Regions from separate parts of the Muntiacus reevesi genome. Here region 2 is linked to region 1. The links are chromatin contacts, called in public Hi-C maps. All regions are on one chromosome and are shown on one strand. Each heading gives the region's core, a stretch centred on a gene start, on an enhancer-like site or on the middle of the called end of the contact. The rest is flanking DNA. Distances are from core to core; before and after follow the strand shown. Region 1 holds the start of RWDD3 (RWD domain containing 3). Region 2 holds the start of ALG14 (ALG14 UDP-N-acetylglucosaminyltransferase subunit).

Evidence for each region. A called contact is a pair of places that touch in the nucleus more often than the background predicts.
Region 2: a Hi-C map of muscle shows a contact between it and region 1, with 6 times the contacts expected there. The contact joins the promoter of ALG14 here to the promoter of RWDD3 in region 1. A contact is called at or near these places in 2 of 3 Hi-C or Micro-C datasets (blood and muscle).

What each region holds. Positions count from the first base shown.
Region 1 is chr1:109,261,309-109,267,871 of mMunRee1.1, reverse strand. RWDD3 (RWD domain containing 3) reads left to right here and starts at 1,920. Exons shown (of 4, transcript XM_065927759.1): 1 at 1,920-2,030. The coding sequence starts at 1,946.
Region 2 is chr1:109,410,442-109,417,426 of mMunRee1.1, reverse strand. ALG14 (ALG14 UDP-N-acetylglucosaminyltransferase subunit) reads right to left here and starts at 4,088. Exons shown (of 4, transcript XM_065927768.1): 1 at 3,875-4,088. The coding sequence starts at 4,013. TLCD4 (TLC domain containing 4) reads left to right here and starts at 6,299. Exons shown (of 7, transcript XM_065908299.1): 1 at 6,299-6,633.

The DNA.
Region 1 (6,563 bases), core at 671-3,170:
TAAGATATGAACTACTTGATTTTTGGTCGATTATCTTTAATAAGTAAGTTAAATAAATTAATATTTTCCTACCACTTTTAATACTAACATTGGATTTCAAGCTAAAATTAAAGATAATTTAATGATGTTTTAAATTAAAAATTTATTCTTTTGCTCACCAAACTCTTTAGCAGCTACTGAACCTACTGACCTGCTGCTACTTTGGAAATAACTCAAAGGAGTTATTATTAAACAAATTGGTCACATCAGAGATAATTATGCATTTAAATAAACCTTTGTCTTTCCAGTTATGTACACAGCAGTGCTCTTAATTACTTGGGGTCACTAAAACCCCACTGCATCCTCTGAAAGGCATTTCCCCTGCAGTTTATCTTGTTAAACTTCCTTTCTGTTCTCAGAAGTCAGTATCTTTTCCTTTTTAAGACCCCTTCTTAGTTGGAGTGGGAAGGATGTTAATGATGGTAATATGAACTCAGTCTGTTTCCCTGACATCCATGGTCAATGACAGGACTCACTGTGTAGTCATCTAAATTCCCTAATTTATCTCACAAAATGTTATTTCTGATACAAACAAAAATCATGGGACTTCTGTTAACTAGACCAGCTACTTTTTGGGTCTGCAAAATTTTAAACTGCTACTTGACAAACAAAAGGACAAGTCAAACATACTGAAAAAACTATCACACAGAATCATTGTAATCTTGCTCACAAAACCAACGTTGGAACAGAATGGATTGATAATTCTGTTACCCTACTGGTACGTGAACATTCTTAGAACTGAGTGGAGTTCAAGGATGATAATTTCATTATTAAGCTTCAAGAATCACATTGCTTTGTATCAACTGAGGATCACAAAATGAGTAATGTTGGAAAGCTAGCATTTGCCATATTTACATACCTGACTGTATCCTCAAAGGCCCAGGAGTTCCACTTGCCAATTTCACCTGTGATTTGTTTGTTTGTTATTGTTTACATGCTAAGTCGTGAGAGTTGAGACCCCATGGACTGTAGTGGCTAGGCATCCTTTGTCCATGAGATTTCCCAGGCAAGAACACTGGGGTGGGTGGCCTTTTCCTTCTCCAGGGGATCTTCCCCACCCAGGGATTGAACCTGGGTCTCCTGCGTTGGCAGGTGGGTTCTTTACCACTGAGCCACCAGGGAACCGTGTGAAGGCAGAGACAAATAGGAACGTTATGACACTGCTCCCAGCACCTGGGCACACAGGTCCCCAGCAAGGGTCCAGGCCACCCCAGTAACATCCTTAGAATGCCAGAGGTGGCAGGTCCAACTCTCCCCTTCTGAACCATCGTTAAGAGAAAGAGAAAGAGGAAGCCGGTCTTGGTCTAGAGTCTGAGCGCCAGTTACCTCTCAGCATCTGGAGGTTGTTACTGCCCCGGAGGTTTTCCGGGTGTCCCATATTGCCTGGGTCTCTAGTACCTCCATGAGGGCGGAGAATCTCCTCTGATCTGTTAACTGCAGTGTTTCTAACACCTAGTTCAATTCTGAGCCAGACAGGGGCTAACTTCTGGTCACTTCCCTGCCTTTCCCCCCACCCCCAACCTCCAAGTTCCCTTCAAGGACAAGTCTGGGAGGTAATGGCTAGTGTACAAAGCCCGGGATAAAGTTAGAGAGTTTCCGGCTTTGCTAGGCGGCTTCCCTCTGTTAGAAAAGCAGCGGGTGAGCTGCAGGGTGGCCTCTGGCAGACACCCTGCCCTGGACCACAGGGCCTTCACCCTCGGAGAAAAGACCCCCAAAGGGCGTGAGCCTTCCCGCTGCAGCTACAGAGCCGGAGCTTGTGGGCGGGGCGTCTCGTGGCATCCAGCCTGCGGAGCGCAGCGGAGACGCGGAGCGCCCCCTGGTGGCCGCCCGGCCGCACTGTTCCGGGACGGCCGGGGCGGCAGCGGCGGCGGAAGGGGCGGTGCTGAGCGTGCGGGGCGGCGCGGGCATGGCGGAGCCGGTGCGGGAGGAGCTCTCGGCCCTGGCAGCGATTTTCTGCGGGCCAGAGGAGTGGGAAGTGCTGAGTCTCTCAGGTGACTACTTCCGCGCCAGAGGGACCCGGGCTCCCCACCCACCCCGACTGGGCTCATCTCCCCGAGCCCACACTTGGGGGCCGGCGTAGTTGAAGGATGGAATGACAGGCGCCGGGACTGGGCGTGTGTGGGAGCAGGCGGGAGAGTGCGGCGACCCTTGAAACGTGAATAGCGTAGCGCCCCTTCCCGCTGCTCTGCAGTCAACCGAGAACATAACGCGCAGGCTCGTGCAGCCCGTCGGCCGGTCCCTGCTTCCCGCGCCCCTTCGTCCACTGGTCCGTCTCACCCGCTACTCTCGCGTCTCACCCCCACTCGCCCGTTCCCACCTCCATTCGCCACCCCCCCGCCCCCAATTCCTTGATTTCCCTCCATGCTCCCGTTCCTCACCCACTCGCCTCTACGCCCCCTCAAACATACTTCCCCCGCCCCCCGCTGCACCCGCTAACTGGCCTGATCACTCCTCAACTCGCTGAGGGCTACCAGCTGCGCCCTCCTGGACAGGCTTTCCCTGGGTGTCCTGAACTTATTCTTCAGATCTCATCTTAAAAAGAGGTCTCTCCCGACACCCCTAGTTTAAAGCCAACTTCCCCATCAGGGCACCCGCTGAAGTTAAACTAAATGGGTATTTATTTGTCTCAAGTTGCAAGAAGGCAGGATCTGGTTTGTAATCACAAAACTGCAGGCACCTAGGTCAGTGCCAGGCACATGGTAGGTATTCATAGTAAATTATTGTTGAATGAATTTTTGAATTCAACCAGCGCTCAGTCAGAACTCTCTCAGCTGGATTGTTTTTCTTCAGCTTTTTCTAGTTCGCTTAAAGGTGGTTATCAATTACAGGCTCTTGGGGCGCATTAATTGTTCCGCTCACATTTGAGTCCCTGAAAACGCAAGGTTTCAGACACTGTCCCCCGGAGCTTACAGTCTAGAACGGTTGTTCTGGCTTTATTTTCATGATAGCGAAAACTTACTCTCTGTACCTGTCTGTAGCTTCTGTTAAGTAAAAAACAAAACTTCAGTTTATGAAAAAAGTGCAGTGATGCAGATGATTTTCAATTTTCACTTAGCTTTCAAATACATTATGTAAATTTTTTGGCAGGAGATTTAAACTTCTGTCATGTTTCAGCTGTTATTAAAATTGTCTTTCTGACCATAAATTGATTGACCTTTAAGAAGGTAGTCTAAAATGTCTGGGTGTTGTGAGAAAGCTGTCAAGGGTTAGGGTCTATTCCTCATGTCCATGTGATGTGTTATTCACCTGCGGAGCAGGGATGGCCTCCTTTTCCTTTTTTTCTCTTGATCACCAGTCTGTACACGTTCATTTAGCACTGACGTGTTCTGGGCACTGTGAACCAATTTATGTGGTGAAGCTGCTTGCTTTTCAATGCCTAGCCTGTCTAGCAGCTTTCTGAAGCAACGTTTAAAATCCTTATGAGAAGATTTACTCACTTTTAGTTTTTTTTTTTTTTTTGGTCATCTATCTTCTGATTGGATAGCATTTGTTATTCTTTATCATCTTACTTGCTATCTTTACTACTCTCTTTATTGATAATTACTTCATTACTTCTACTTGAGGCAGGCCATTTGAGGATATCATTAGTTTTCTTTAATTCCTTTATTATGGCTCAACTGGGAATATCCTGGGAAAATGAACTTATGATTTACCATTACACCTGAAAGAGGATGGATTGATGGTGGTCTCTGTCCTCAGTACATGGTTGAGCATATGACACTGCTGACAGTTCAGAGAAGACCAAAAAAAGTAAGCAGAGAAAGAAAGGGAGCAATTTTTTGATACAAAGAACACTGTGGACCCTTTATCTGCTGTTAAATTGAGCATGACTTCAAGCCATGCCTCCTAATTAATTTAATTCAGTGTTCTGGCATCAGTAAGTAATTGAATTATAAAAGAATTCAGTGTAACAACTTAGGACATTTTGTTGCTGAAAGGTTCATTGGAGAATAAAACAATTCAGTGGTTGAAATAGGAATGTTTGATGTTCACAAGGGGGAATTAAGGGTAAGTAAGAACTTCTTTATAATAGACCACGGTAAACATCCAGTGGGCTGCTGGCTACCGCTCTTGTGGTCACTGTCAGCTTGGATTGGAGGATATAAGCTTAACACCAGAACATTCTGAATACCATCAATTCCTTCCTGGCCTTCCCCTCAAATAAACTTTTCTTTGTTGCCCCTGAAATCAGGTTAACATTGGTAGGATTGCGCTTCCGGTGGAAGGTAGCCCAGGAAGGCTCAGGCTGCCAACCCAGGGGTCATCTTGTAAGGCCATAAGATTGAAGGGTCTGAATAATTGCCTTCTTTTGGCTGGACTAATTTGTGCTGAGAATTTCAGGGAACTTAGGTACACTGTGGCCTCTTTGTGGTGGTTGTAGTAAGTTCATTGTAAGAGGCATCCGCTGTAGCTTTCTCTTCCGGGTAGGGCGTGCCATGGGCACGAGATCCCACCCACGACAAGGTCAGGAGAAGAAAACCTGATCCCCAAGGCGGATCAGGTTTTCAGGGATTCCGAAAAGCTGCCCCTGGCGCTCACCTTAAAGATGATATATCTGTCTTTCTGATGCTTGCTTCAATAGACTACTCCCTAATTTCTGTGACACAGGCAGAAGGCCTTCCCCGATCTCTTCCCAAATAAGAATCAATTCAGAACGTTAATCAATAAGTTTCCTAGGTGGTGGTACTTTATGAGATTATCCAGGATGAAAGGAGTGTTTTAATTTAAACTCCTTTGCTGGTATTTTAGTTTGTTTGGCAAATGTGTCTATGCCCTTGGTACTAATATGCATGACTGCTCATAATACCCTAATCATAAAACAGCATAAAGAACCTGATCATATAAAGGCCCTAATAGACATAGAGCCTTTTTGGGGGGTGAAGGAGTCCTATTAGAAAACATAAGAAAAATTATTCTAAAGGTGGTTATTGGGTTGACGTTTGCTTGCTGTGTTTTGCTTGCTGTGTTTTTGCTTTTGATGTGCTAAGGTTGTGCTGTGGAAGCCATTGTTATTATAGTTATAGATCTAGAAAAATAAGAGCTTAGCCCTAGTGTGGTAACAATGAAACGGTTGTTAATTATTAGCCAGCAGTGCTAGGCAGGGGCTGCCTCACCAAAGTTGCAGAGTCACTGTGGGGTAAACCTCTTAGATAAACTCAACTGACAACTTCTGCAGAAGGATTAATTTTTGTGTTAACAAGGATATACTTCTACTCTGTACTGTTGCTCTGTGAAGACTACTTACCTTTCAGTTAAGGTCACCACAGAAACGGAAAGTAGGTTTACATTCACCTGACCCGCATAAAATGTTAAAAAGCCAAAGATAATGTGCTAAGATTTACTATAGAATTAGAAAGCAGAAAACATCCTGCTCTTCTAAAAAACAAACTGATGTAATACTAATCCTGTGTAAGCATGAGTAAGCATCTTGTACCTTGGAAACGTTCTGACTGAGGGTATAAAAACTGTTGTCAAAAAGTAGAACACAGACTTGGCCCTATCAAGGCTGGTCTCGCGTGTCTTCTCTCTCTCTCTCTCTCTCTCTCTCTCTCTCTCTCTCTCTCTCTCTCTCTCTCTCTCTCTCTCTCTCTCTCTCTCCCCCCGACACCGTTCATCCTGAGGGTACCCCCTGGATCCTGCCGAGGCTGGACCCCACCGCAGTGCAGTCAGACAAAGTGCCAGTTTAATGGGGTTGCCTGCCATATACCTGATACTTTAAATGCATCTTATTTGATGAGAGGTATTCTGTTTTTTTGTTTCAAGATTTTTTATTTTTAGCTTATTTTTCAAGAAGTATTTATGCATATGTACATAATCTCTTGTATATCTGAGAGAACAAATGGTAGAGAAGAAGGGGCAATTTGAACAACTTTATTCAAAAGAAAGGTGGTAGCCTTAAAGCTCTGATTAAGCAAATGAAATTGGCAAGGAATTATTCTCAGATACTGGGAAAACAGTGGCAGAGAATCCTGAAAGACATTTAAAAGATATGTCAGTGAAATATAAGGTAAGTTAGAACACTTAACATCTTTTTTCATGGAAGCTAGACAAATCTAGGCTTTCCTGGTGGCTTAGTTGGTAAAGAATCTGCCTGCAATGCGGGAGACCTTGATTTAGTCCCTGGGTTGAGAAGATCCCCTGGAGGAGGGAATGGCAACCCATTCCAGTATTCTTGCTTGGAGAACCCCCATGGACGGAGCAGCCTGGCAGGCTCCATGGGGTCGCAAAGAGTAGGACACGATTGAGTGACTAAGCACACAGCACAGACACATCTAAAGGAGAAAACCTTGTTAAATCTGCCGGGCTTGTCATTAGTCCCGATGAGGGGTGCTCTTTATTTTAGAGAAGATAATAGATGCTGAGGCTGATTTAGTAACCACTAGGGTGGACTCTTGCAGTACATCATGCTCCTTAATAGACATGAGTTGCTGCAACAGGAAAAGAGTTCTTAGCGAGCAGGGATAACACTTGTCTAGATAAAGAGAGCAAGATGAGCACCCAGAGCAAAGAATCAGATGTGGTCC
Region 2 (6,985 bases), core at 2,839-5,338, 150 kb before region 1:
TACTAGGCAGGCCTGAGCGCTGATTGCCAGGCTCAGATCTTGCTAAGGAAGGCTTTTGTTCAACACCTCCCAACAGAGGTCTCAGCGCTCTGCAGGTCCTCAAATATTCACCAGACTTCACCCAACCCCTGTGTATTCAATTTCTGAAATTGTACAATCTCCAAATTTTTAACACTTTAATTTTAAAACCATGAATTTAAAAATCAACCGTGTTCATTAAGGTTTCTTTCAGGGGAAAAAAAATCAAAAGAACATTTATTTATCTCATTAACTATATGCCAATTAAGCAAGGAAATTGAACTTCTTAAGAATGAGCCTTATCATATCTATTTAATTGCACAATCCCTTGGCCTCAGCCAGGTTGATGTCTTTAACACTCTCTGTGTTCATCTTATCTGTTACCTCTTCTTTGCTTCTGGTCATGCTACAAAGCTCCCCTTGCCTCACCTCCCTGTTGTAAGAAAGTTTTCAATAGAGATACAAACAAACAAATAGGATAATCAAACAAATTAAGTTTGTGTTTTCTCGAAGCACATATATTTTCTTATAGTAGAAAGGGAAAGATTACTCTCTAGATCCCAGAAGGAATTAGATATAGAAATAAAGTCAGCACAGAGTAAATATAATGGGAATTAGAATCATATTGTAATTTAATAACTTGTCACCCATTTTCTTCTGTGAAAGTGAATGAAAGTGTTAGCTGCTCAGTCATGTTTGACTCTTTGTGACGCCATGGACTGTAGCCCACCAGGCGCCTCTGTCCATAACTTGTCACCCATCTTCTTATGCAAGTAATTCACATATCTCATACTCATCTTAGAATTTTTAACTTTGAAAAAGTTTGGTAGTTTGCAAAGGAGTTACTTATTTTCACAGCTGGAAAAATTAAGGATAAAACCTAATATACACAACATCTTCTGCTGCAGTTAGGACTTCATTTTACCTGCTTTCATGGTCTTTTTTCCTTTTTTTTTTTTTCTTTAAAGGAAACTCTCCCTGAATACATTCTTTGAAAATTTAACCTTGTTACTGAATCAAGTCATTAAAATGATGGGCTTTGTTTTCCATTTTACTCTTTCATTAAGATTTATTCTTTGGGAATGAAATCCTCTCAGTTCTATCTTAAGATCGCAGTTCTATCTTAAGATACCCAGAATGCAATCACTTCTAACTTCCTTTGCAAGCATCCTGCTCCAAACCACACCTCTTTTGCATGGATTATGACTACAGCTCCCTGGTCTATTCCCCTCACTGCCTTTGTCTATTTAAGTATCCACTATAGTCTATTCTCAACACAGCCTCTAGAGTGATCCTATTAAAAAGAGTTGATCAAGTTATTTATCTCTATTCAAAATCCGCCAAGGGCTCCCCTTCTCATGTGGAATAAAAGACTTTGTGTAAGCTCTTGGGCCTCATCTGCTTCTTCCCCACCTTAGGCAGTCTACCCCAGTCACTCTGGTGTCCTTGCTGTTGGGTATCTGTCATCTCCCCAAGGAGGCTTTCCCTGACAATTCTATCTAAAATGCAAATTCCTTTCTCTACATCATAGTATTTATTGCCTGTAACTAACTATATAGTTTATTCATTTTTTTCTGTTTTGGTCTCCCCCACCCTTGCCCCAAAAGAAGGTAAACAAGGGGTTTTGTTACTGCTCTACTTTCAATGACAGACAATTTAATATTACATCTAAAATTGTCTAAGCAGGTCACATGTCTTTGAAACATATGGTATTTCAAACACAAATAGTAATTTTGATCTGTATTCTTTAAACAAGTGATGCATTATGGTAAGATTAAGCATTTTTTGGTATTCAGGGTAAACAAGGAAAATGCCTTCCCCACCCTAAATTTTGGACATGAACTATTAAATTACTTATCTAACTACAAATCTTTCTTTGGTTTGGATGACTTTTGGAGGTCCTTGACTCTTCACACCCTCAAAGGTTTGAATGACAGAGGGCACCACCTGCCAGACAAATTCTCAATTTTAGTTCTGGTTCCCAGTCTGCCAAATCTAATGATGTTAAGTGAACGGCTCGAACATCCATTCTTCCATCCATCTGCTCAAGCCAGAAACTCAGACATCACTCTTGAGCCTACCTTCCCATCACCCTCCACTTCTAATCCACAAGTCCAGTGATTTTTATCTCCTAAATCTCACTTAAATGCATATACTTTTCTCCATCCCCTCACTCATCAACCCTAGTCAGGCTGTCATCTGTCACCTGAAACATTCAAAAGGCTCCTATTTGTCTCCCTACCTCAGTCTTTGTCAAGACATTCTCTTGACAATGCAGGCTGAATAATCTTTGTGAAAGCTCAGTTTCAACTGGGTCACTCTCCATTTAAAAATCCTTTAAAAGATCCCTTTGCTACTAGGACTATCAAAAGTCATCACTTATTAAATGTATTACTATGTGCCAAGCACTTTGCTAAGCACTTTACCACCACATTTACTCTCTCACCTCTTCCTAACTCACATTTTTCAAAGTGGAAATAGAAGGCTCAATGAGGTTAACTAATTTGCCCAAGATCACCAAATTAGTAAGTGGCAGAGATATGATTTAACTCTGGTATTAAGTTAATTTAGAGGTAAGTGATCCTAATGATTATATTGTAGGAAGCAGTGGAGTAGTGTCCTTTGCTCTATTTGTCTGTGTTTGGGGGGTGTTCAAATACCCTCTCCGATCATTACCTCCCCACATCCAACTCACTGCAGGAGTGCTCTCTCACATCTGGCCATCCCAAGTGCCATGGCTTTCTTTACACACCTTTCCAGACCTCAAAGACCCAGCTCTCCCTTATCTGGCTAATTCTTAGTCTTTCAAGTATTCGTTTAGACATCACTTCTTCCAGGAAGCCTCCTGCCTCAGGTTCAGATAAAGTGATGCCCAGTGTGAACTCACAAAGCAGTTTCTACTCCCAGGTTACAGCACTTCTCTCACTGTGGCAAGGATGCATTCTGGTTTTTTGTTTTCTGTTAGTTTTTCTATTCTCCATTTCATTCACAGCTGTTCCCTCACACCTTTCAGCGCTTGGGACACAGTCAGCACTGCAGGGCAAGCAGCGTTAATCAGTTTTGGTATTTTCAGGGCTTAGTTTACTGCCTGCCCTCTCTCCCATGGCTCAAAACACATTAAGTGAATAAAGTAATGAATTACACGTGAACATAGGTTTAGAATACTTGCTAATACTATAAATAATAATCTTTCTGGATGCAATCTTCTGGCATTTCTGTATGTACATAGTGTGGGTATGTATGGCTGCCAGAGCTGTCCATTTAAACTTGTAAGCGCCTACAGAGCTGGCCGATTCCGTTTAGATTGCATTACCTGACTGTACAGATTGTTGTTCATTCCCTGACACAACATCCTGAGGTGTGTGCTGTTCTCCTGTTAGTAGGTAATAGCTTCTACACTCGCAGATTTTGTATATGTATACTTATAAATGCGACGATTCGGTTTGTCTCGTTTTTCATGCAGTAACTGTGATTCCTAAATTAAATCCCAAATGTCTAGATTAATAATGCAAAACAACAATGTTTATTCAGGGAAATTTCATGTTGCATCAACAGGCTTCTGTGTCATCTTTGGTAACTGATACTTACTTTGTTAGAAAAATATACGCTACAGAAAAGCTTATTACAGACAAGTGTAAATTACGCATTTGTCAATAAACGCGCGGCCTGCGGCACACTGACAACAAACCAGCGTTTTGCCCAGACTGGGCTGACTTGAGCCAATCACGCAGACAAACTACAAATCTCAGCATGCAAAGCTGCAAAAATGCCTATTGGCGCCGCGAAGAGCGCCGCGGTGGACGCTGGGTTTTGTAGTTCCCGACCCTAGCCCGCCAGCCACGGCCCGTATACTCACCAGATCCAGCCACTACCAAGAGGCTGAGAGACCGCCGAGGCACAGGAGCGCGAGGACTCAGGACTACCCACAGCCGCACTGCCAGCAGCAGCAAGGCCAGGGCTCCTGCAGCCGCCGCGAGGATAAGCGCACCACCCATTCAAAGAAAATACGCATGCGTGCTATCCCGGTGCCGGCCGCAGGAGCAGTCAGAGTTCAAAACTACGGGATCTCCCGAGACTCAAACTCGAAGAGTGGGCGTCTTGGAGGGCGTGGCTTGCTTGAGGTGGGAGGAGTTCAAGGCCAGAGGCGGAAGCCCGGCCTCAGACCGCTCTGCTGGCGTCTGGGGGTGGGGGGCGGCAGTGCAAAAACTGAAATTCACGGATTAACGCGCTGGAGAAGTTTGGTTGCAGCTCATGAGAATGTCAGGCCACCTGTGCGTCCTAAAAATCCCGGAGTGCCCAAGTTAGCAGGTGTTCCAGCTTTACCAACTTTGTGACTTCCACCTGAGGCCAATGGCATACATCGCCGTTTTTCTTTATGAAACGCCGAGAGAAATGTTTCTGTTGCACATGCGCAGCTACTGAAAGTGTTTGCCAGTTAAAGGTACCTTTGTACAGAAAGTTGAATATAGGGTCTTCGTTTTTCTCCTCTTTCCCAACATTCAGGCTTTTCACTTTTCTAGACATTTTCACAGATCTCAGTGTGACCAGAGTAGCTGAGGGTGATCACCTCAGGTTACGTCGTGATCCTGAGAGGAGTGGACGCCCAGGGGCTCAAGGTGGCGGGCTAGAGATAGCATCATCCTATTCAGTTAGTTTTACCATAAAGGCAACACCTCCCCTATCTCAATTTTGCTTACTTTTGTGTTTACTTAATTCACATTACAGCAATATAAAAATACTGAGATTAGAGAAGCCCCTTCACCTCACGTGTGATTTGCCTTCAGTCCCCCGTGGACTTGTAGGTTAGATAGGACAAGTGTACAGAGGAGTAAAGAAGTCCAGAAAGGCTAAACAGCTTGCCCAAGTGAGATAGTGGCAGATCTAGATTTAGACAGTGGAAACTCCAACTCCTGTTTACATTGTGTATTCCTTTGCTAGGTCTTCTCTGATGGATCAGATGGTAAAGAATCTGCCTGCAATGCAGGAGAACTGGGTTCCATCCCTGGATCCTGGATCAGGAAGATCCTCTGGAGAAGGAAATGGCAACCCACTCCAGTATTCTTGCCTGGAGAACTCCATGGACAGAGACCCCTGGTGGGCTAAAGTCCACGGGATCACAAAGAGTAGGACACGACTGAGCAACACTTTCACACATTCCTTTGCTTAATTCAAATTTGCTTAGATCATAGAACAGTGTTTTTTAAAATGTGACCTCTAGGGTACAGTAGGGAGCTACTGAGACAGAATCTCCAGGGGAGAGACCTGAGATCAACTCATCTAACCAATCCATCTATTTGTATAAGCAGGCATGTTTGGGAAATATTTAGGGACTGTGTAGCATCATTTTCTGACTAATGGACCTTGCAGCACGTCCTGTATTCTATCAAATCCTCTGAACCCTGTATCCTCATAATAAGGTCATAAGGTGAATATTATTTTTGCACTTTACAGATAAAGAAAAGGATTCTATAAAAATTAAATTGCTTAAGATTACTTCACTGGTAGTGGTGGAGAAGTTTTATAATTGTGGATTTAGAACTCAGGGCCTCTCAAATTTTGATAGTATCAGAATCCCCTGGGCTTAGGAGTACATAGATGAAAGTCCAGAGGTAGAGCCTCTGGCTCAGTATGAACAACAGCTTAAGAACATTACAAAGGATATAGTTTTCTTTCATCTGCCCACTCAGCCATTCCCAGCAATGGCTTCAACTTAAGGCTGTTTCCCTTCCTACTTAAAAGCAGATATTAGTGGTCTCAGAAATTACATCCAGATAGGGTGGTCTCCAGATTTCAAGAGGTTATCTTGTCATTGCCCCCCCCCTCCTTTTTTTTTTAAGAGTGAGGAAACCTTTTCCAGAACCTCTCACAGAAGACTTTCACTCTCTGGCCATGTTTATATCACCTACCCATTCAAAGGAATGAGACCACAAAGCTGGCTGGGTAGGATGGAGGATGCCATACAACTCACCTGTTGTATCTGGCTGTTTGATGTTGGGTGGGTACTGAACAAAATGGTCATCCTGTTGGAGAGGAGGAAGTTGGAGGAGGGTGGAGGAGAGAGAATTGTTGGGTAGGCAAATAATAGTGTTTGGCTTGCTGCGGAGATAGTATGTCTGAGGTGGTGTTGTAAACTGACACAGGCAATGCAGATGTTGGACATATTGATAATGTCTAGAATCCAAGCCCCAAGAGATACCCCTGCATTCCCTACTACCCATCCCCTCACTACTGGAATTACCTGTACCTGTATGAAAAATCAGCTTGCCCACACTTAGTTGCAGAAGGAATGAATAGGGGGTGCTCAAACGTTTTAGTGACTACTAGTAAATGCCGAGAATCAAAGAAGGTGGAGTAGCAGACATTGTTGGGAGTTATTGGTTGAGTTATTTTGAATTAAGGCTGACAAGGAAGTTGAGGACGCAGGGAGGAGCTGAGTGGCTGGCAGGGACAGAAACCAAGTTGGGAACTCCTGAACACTTGAATGTCTGCTCTGTGAGCTGAGTCCTGTGGGCTTGACAGGCATGGAATATAATTAAGAGGTCAAGAAACTATACTGGATTAATCAGAAAAGGCTGGACTGATCAGGAAGGAGCAACGAAAACTTCTTTTGGGGAGGTAAGCTACACTGATGATGCAGATAAATGCACAGAGGTAAAGTGTATGAAAGTGTGAAAGTTCTTAATAATTGATAAACTGAATAGTAATATTTAGCTGTAATCAATCCCAAGTAAAGTCTGGAAGTGATTTTTATTGTCTTCTTACATCTGTTTTCTAAAATTTCTTTAACAAGTATTATTCATGAATATTTTTAAAAATAAGATTATTTTGCACTATTGAATAGCATTATACTTATTAATTTTTTTCAACATATTTAATGTACACATGCTGTGTGCTATGTTTCGGTGCAGGGGATTGTATATGAAAAAGACACTAATCCAGACAGAAACCTTAGACTAGGAAGATGACA